2 separate regions of the Zea mays genome follow, and region 1 is linked to region 2. Evidence: chromatin contacts called from public Hi-C data. All regions are on one chromosome and are shown on one strand. Each heading gives the region's core, a stretch centred on a gene start, on an enhancer-like site or on the middle of the called end of the contact. The rest is flanking DNA. Distances are from core to core; before and after follow the strand shown.

Evidence for each region. A called contact is a pair of places that touch in the nucleus more often than the background predicts.
Region 1: a contact with region 2 is called in a Hi-C map of ear, with 2.4 times the contacts expected there. The contact joins the enhancer-like site here to the promoter of LOC100285996 in region 2. A contact is called at or near these places in 2 of 25 Hi-C or Micro-C datasets (ear and tassel).

Annotation. Positions count from the first base shown.
Region 1 is chr10:18,152,533-18,155,744 of Zm-B73-REFERENCE-NAM-5.0, forward strand. It overlaps LOC103640907 (alanine--tRNA ligase), which reads right to left. Exons shown (of 22, transcript XM_008664354.2): 20 at 3,116-3,212; 21 at 2,797-2,970; 22 at 2,262-2,699. The coding sequence ends at 2,628. Among protein-coding and RNA genes, the nearest start is that of LOC103640907, 18 kb to the right of the region's middle. Within about 2 kb of position 1,794, at least 5 of the 20 cell types and tissues checked have an H3K27ac peak or open chromatin away from gene starts, as enhancers often do. A contact at or near this core is called in ear and tassel, where this site is marked.
Region 2 is chr10:17,795,356-17,798,861 of Zm-B73-REFERENCE-NAM-5.0, forward strand. LOC100285996 reads left to right here and starts at 2,170. Exons shown (of 8, transcript NM_001158884.1): 1 at 2,170-2,551. The coding sequence starts at 2,361.

The sequences.
Region 1 (3,212 bases), core at 544-3,043, 360 kb after region 2:
TTTTCTTAGGTGCGCATGAGTGAGGACAAAGTGTGCACAAAAGACCCGTGTTGGTCTGTGGGGACAATATATGATCCTAGAGAGCTGCCAGGAGTAAGTACCGCCGGTCCAGGGATTGGACGGGGTGTTACAAGTGGTATCAAAGCCGACCCTCGCGGTTTCACGGGCGTATGTGGGTTAGGGGTTCGGGTATATGGTGCATGGCGCATGTGGGCCTAGAGTGGTCACATGGCATGACATATGACGACACTAGACACACAGACGTGGATAAGAGGGGAGGTTCTTGGATTGGGATTGATCGACGAGGACGTCGATCTTCTAAGGGGGTGGATTGTGATATCCTGGCCTCTAGGATGGTGATATCCTGGCTCAAGGCTTAATAGAATTAATTGTATCCATACCAACAAGGTGCATCTTCTTTTCCAGAAGCCTATCTCGAAAGAACCTCCAGGTTAAGCGTGCTTGGCTTGGAGCAATTTAGGATGGGTGACCGACCAGAAAGTTTTTTCGGGTGCGCATGAGTGAGGACAAAGTGTGCATAAAAGGCCTGTGTTGGTTTGTGGGGACAATATATGATCCTAGAGAGCTGCCAGGAGTAAGTACCGTCGGTCCAGGGATTGGACGGGGTATTACACCCACCGAGGGTAGCATGGTGCTCTCCCCCTCTTCCTTCTTGCGGAAAGGCGACGAAGAGACGTATCATTAAAAAGTCAAGGCGTTTCCTGATCGTCCTCCCGCCCTGTGCAGAGGCTCGGGGGTTGCCCTTGCACCCATGTTGCAGCAGAATTGTTGGAAACACCAGCAACCCAACGCAGAGACTCGAGGGCTGCCTTTGCACCTAGGTTCTGGCCAGGTGACGAACAAAGGACAAGTCAACGATATCTACATAGGGAAATATAAAGACCTCAAAGGAGTCAACCACTCCTTCGAGGCCTTAGGGCTACACCCAACAAATGTGCTTGCGTGCACCCATCGAAAATAAGTCTACCACCTTTCAAAGGGTTAAGCAACATACCTGCACGAAGGTGGAAGAACGCCCAAGCAAGTACCAACACTTCCTTGGAGGCTCAGGGGCTACTGTCGGGTATCATAATTAGGGGTACCCAGATTATGCCCCTAAATACGTTTAAACACCTAACTATCGAGAAAATCATAAGACACGTTCCCCAAGGTCAAGAAAGGATCAATCACGATTCGCCCGAGACCCCGCTAGATGGTCGCTCAAAACTCCGCCTCGCCCGAGCCTAACCTCGGGTGAAGGTAGCACTCAGGGAAATCCTCGGCTTACCCGATGTCCCCTCTTCACCAAATAGCGGTTTCCACCTCGTCCAAGCCCATCTCGGACAGGAGGACAGCCCCGTGCCCAGCCTCAGTCAAAGGTCACGAAAACCGTGGAGACATGCGCATTTAATGCGAATACCTACCCCACGTGATGCCGCAGTCAAACACAGAGCGATGGGACTGCGGTCCCATCCACTTTCACCAACTACGATGACGCACCCCGAGAATAATGGCCACTGCTCCCCCACGCCGACTACTGTGCTCAAACAACTCTGGATGGCATGGTCTCACCTCGGGAGGGAACTCCACCTCGCCCAAAGTCGGCCTTAACCTCGAAGAAAACTCCGCTTCGCCCAAGCTCGGCTTCGGCCAACTGCCCCGGCAACAACTCCCCGTGAATTCCGTAGGTGGCCACTCCGACAACTATGCTAACCCCTCCCTGTACCACTGCATGCCCCGAGGCAGGCTCAACCAAGGCCTCAGGAGGAACCTTGGTCTTGCCCGAGCCTGGCCTTTGCCTAGATAACATCAACCAAATGGCGCCACCAACTCCTCCACGAGGGATGCTGACGACGGGATGGCTACAGGACCGATGTCAAATTTGTTTTATGCCATACGAGGAGAATTACCATGCATTTTTCACCATACTTATCGTTGTTTCAATAACTACGACTCGAACAGCACCTCCATCAAACAGGGGATAAGACTTGTCTCCTCTCCCATAGCGCTCCTAGGAACCCTCTTTGAAGCTATAAAAGGAGTATAGGACTTGGGAGAACACTTTGTGGGTTTTCACCCTCCAGGAGACAACGGGACTATAACAAAAAAAATATAGATAGTAGATTCAGTTAGGTGCCATGGAGTGGCATCTAATTTTGCAAAATATGAGTGGCACATTTGAAGAAACAAAAAAATAGGCTTCATGATGTTCCAGCTCTCTCCTAGCCACAGTTAGACTGTCTATAGTAGATATGGTAAGATAGAGGACACTATAAATAATAAATAACACTATTTACAGAGTGAAATTTAAAATAGAGTAAGATAGGGAATTGGATAGAGGATCTGAAAATAGCCTTAGCAGGGAAGGAAATGATTCGACTCCTAAACGCCTACAAAGTGACTCCCAATCGTATATGCATAGAACCTTTCGTTCAATCGGGCACACAACAAGCTTTATACTGTTACATGTCCTGTGCTTCCAATTGTATGGTAAGTATAAATGAAACTGCAAGCACCATTGAACTTCTGTTTAAGTATAATGGGTAAATAGAAAGCTAAAATCAAAGAGTAATCCAGCAGCAGCCACGCATGAGTTCCATGGGCAGTGCACCAGTTACTACCACCAATCAGCAGAGCTTCATTGAAGCAATGCTGTTCGCAAGTGCCATTGCTTCCTTGAGCTGAGAAGCGTCACTCCCCTGCAGTGAAGGCATAGCAGAATTGAATTTGGGCATCTCTTACTTGATGACTTGCATCCAAGACCGTAGAATACCTAGGAATGGATTGCTCACTCACCTGGCCCTGGGCGACGCCGTTCTTGCCGCCACCGCCTCTTCCCTTGAGTGGCGCAATTGAAGGTGTTAGCCAGTCCAACACCTTGAAGCCGCTAGGAGCATTGGGAGGCACACCAGCATAGATAACGGCTTTGTTTGATGCCTCATCGGTGCTGAATAACATTATAGGCAAACCCTGGGCCAAGACATCCAAAAGTTCACCAGGCTATCTAAGACTTGAGATGGAATAAAAACAGTTCTACTACAACATGCCATGTACTATAGCAATTTACTGACTAACATTATTTTAACAGTAAGATGAAAATGAAAGATGTAAGTACCTTCTGGTCCATGACTTTGATAACCGCCTCACGGACAGCCGTGGTATCAAGACCCACATCCACATGAGTAACACAAAACGGTTTATTTCCTGAAAGA
Region 2 (3,506 bases), core at 920-3,419:
CCTAGGTAGTGGTCAATGGGGAGTAGCTCTCTCCGGGCAGAAAGGGAATCACGGCTTGTGGGTAAAGTGCACAACCTCTGCAGAGTGTTTGAAAACTGATATATCAGCTGTGCTCGCGGTTATGAGCGGCCAAGGGAGCTCCAGTGATTAGTGGTACTTGATCAGAGACATTATGGTACATGTGGCTATGAGATCGATGGTTCTGGTTATGACTATGGTGCTGGTAAGTGGTATTCTTTCCGTTTGGAAAGGGTACATCGGGCTAATAACTTGGGTTAATGCTAAAACCTGGCTTTCTATTAGTAAATAATAATCTGACCAACTAAAAGCAACTGCTTGACTTATCCCCACATAAAGCTAGTCCACTACAGCCAAACAGGATACTTGCTGAGTATGTTGATGTGTACTCACCCTTGCTCTACACACCAAACCCCCCATACCCAGGTTGTCAGCATTGCAACCACTGCTCAGGAGAAGATGAAGCTGTGGAAGGAGACTTCCAGGAGTTCCAAGACTACGACGAGTTCTAGGCGTGGGTTAGCGGCAACCCCCAGTCGGCTGCCTGTGAAGGCCGCGGTTATCTACGTTTCGTTTTCGCACTTTGATTTATTGTAAGGACTATATGGACGTCTCAGACATATGATGTAATCGACTATTATTTCCCTTTTAATACTATTTTGAGCACTGTGTGATGATGTCCATGTTATGTAACTGCTGTGTACGTGAATAACTGATCCTGGCACGTACATGGTTCGCATTCGGTTTGCCTTCTAAAACCGGGTGTGACAGTGCTTGAGCTTCAGCTTTAGCTTCATCAATATTATGGATAGCCTTGGATTCTTGCCAGGTTCCTTCATCCCTTCTTGCGGCTTCTTGGCTTCCATAAACTGATGTAACGCCTTGGTTGCTTGGTATCTTCATACAAAGACATGCTGAGTGTAGGACTGCTTCGAAAGCATTAAGTGTTCCTCTTCCAATGATTGCATTATATGGGAATTTCATATCGACAATATCAAACACAACTTCCTCTGTTCTAGTGTTGTTGATATAGCCGAAGGTGACAGCCATGGCCAGTTTTCCAAGTGCTATGACTTGCTTGCCTCTAAAGCCACAGAGTGGGTAAGCTGATTTTTGAATTTTATCTTCAGGTTCTTACAATGGCCTGGAGGATTTTGCGAAGGTGATATCTGTTGCACTGCCTATGTCGACCAAGACATTGTGAACTATGAAGCCTTTTATGACAGACGAAATCACCATGGCATCTTTGTGTGGGTAATCTTTGAGTTGAAGGTCTTCTTGAGAGAATGTAATTGGAATATGTGACCACTTTAACTTGATATTGGATCCTTGAACCCCAACATATTGTACCCTTTTCTGGGCGTCTTTCTTCTGTTTATTGTTGCTTGGTTCGGAGCTTGGATTAAAGTCAGTTGTTCAGACTGCTGCAGCCGCAATTCATAAAGACAAAGTACTGTAGAAGCATAGAAGCTGGTATGAATTAAAGTCAAGCGAACATGCTTTGATTCGCCCGTGATGGGAAGACAAGCTTCTTTGAGCCTAGCGATGAAATATCAGGGCTTGCCATGCTCTTTGTTATGACCGTGAATTAAAATCTAATTTCTACTGATAGTTTCATTAGCTCAACCACAAGTGGAAATCAATTTCCACCGGTGGTTTTTAACTAACTGCCAATGAAAAGACCGATTTCTACATACCCTTAGTACTGAAGGTTCTAAAAGTAGGTTTTATCTGCATCTATAGAGTTTGTTTGTACTAATGCTAATTAATCCATGGCACACCTAAGCTAGGGCAGAGAGGAAAAGGGGGAAGCCCTCCCTCTCTCCCTCCCCAGTCCCGAGCCACAAAGCAGGGAGGACGGGAATCTGGCTGTTCCTCCGCGGGGCCCGGCAGCCGCCTGTGCGCGCTACGGCACCCGGCCACTCGCGCCCCGGCCGTACGTGGTCGCCCACCGCGGCAGGCGCCGCGGCCAACCGGCAGTCGACAGCGACGCCGCCCACGCAGAGCAGAGCAGCGAGGGAGCGTGCAGACACTACTAGTCAACCTGTGTACTCGATCCGATCCAGTGTCAGTCAGTCCCCTGCCCGCCCGCCCTGCGTGTGCGTGCTGCGTGCTGCTACTATATATAAATTGCAAGCAAGCTAGGCAGGCAGGCTAGCCCAGCGCTCGGCCCTCGGCTCCTTAAGGCTTCATCTTCTCAAGTTCCGGCCGTCCATCGCCGCCGCCGGCCTCGGCCGGCTCAGTTCCTGCCTGCCAGCCAAAAATTCCACACCACCCACCCAGAGACTGAGGCGCGCGGTGGTGAAGACGTGATCGAAAGTCGAAACCAAAACGATATATAGATGGGGCGCGGGCGCGGCAAGGTGGAGGTGCGTCGCATCGAGAACAGCGTGAGCCGGCAGGTGACCTTCTCGAAGCGGCGGCGCGGGCTGGCGAAGAAGGCGCGGGAGCTGGCCGTGCTCTGCGACGCCGACGTCGCGCTGCTCGTCTTCTCCGACAAGGGCAGGCTCCACGACTTCGCCGCGCACGGCAGGTACGACGTCGTCGATCTATACGTGCATGCAGAATGCATGGTAGGGGTAGGGCAGTACTCCTATGGCTATGATCCTCCTATACTCCATTTCTGGTAATGGAGCGGGCCGGGGTGTGTGCGTCAATCTGGCGTGGCGTACGTACGTACGGGCCAGTACCATACACGGCAATTATTCGGAGGGCAGCACAGGCACCGGCACCGGCACCTTAGCCACTCGCCCACTCCTACCCTCTTTGGCTCTATTTATGGAAGTATATAGTACGGGCGTACGGCACTGTGCTGCCACCGTGGTCTGTGCAATGCTACTCCCTAGCACCACTTGGGTTTATAGATGGCCAATAAGCACGAGGCCCGCGAGCCCCGCTTTTTGGGCCCGGTACGGCCCGGTTCTATGCGAGCCCGGGCTGGCCCGGCACGAATAAGCGAGCCGGGCTCGGACAGGAAATTAGACATGGTGGGCTAGCACGGCACGACCCGTTTATCTCTAAGCACGTTAAACCCGCTTTTTTTGCACTAAAATATGCTTTTTGGCCCGCTTTTGGCCCGCTTTTTTCGTGCTAAACGGGTCTGGCCGGCCCGTTTAGGCCCACTACGGGCCGGGCTCGGACAGAGAATCAAGCCCGCGGGCTCAGCAGGCCCGCCCCAGTTTCCTAACCGTGTCTGGCGGGCCGGGCCGGGCCGGGCGGCCCGTTTGGCCATCTCTACTTGGGTTCCACAGTCAGACACCCCCTTTTTACTTCGTACAAAAATAAAGTAAAATTACACACAAGTGAAGTGAAGTTTCGAAATCTAATCAACAAAACACATGTACATATTTTTATGTTTTATTAAAACAAAATTTAACTAGCGGTACCACTACGAGCGACTCTCGAGGCGCCCATGCAGAGTCATACGAGGGTAAAAAAAATCTCGAGAGCGAGATTCGGCAAAACCGCCAAAAAAATCTCGTTCTCGC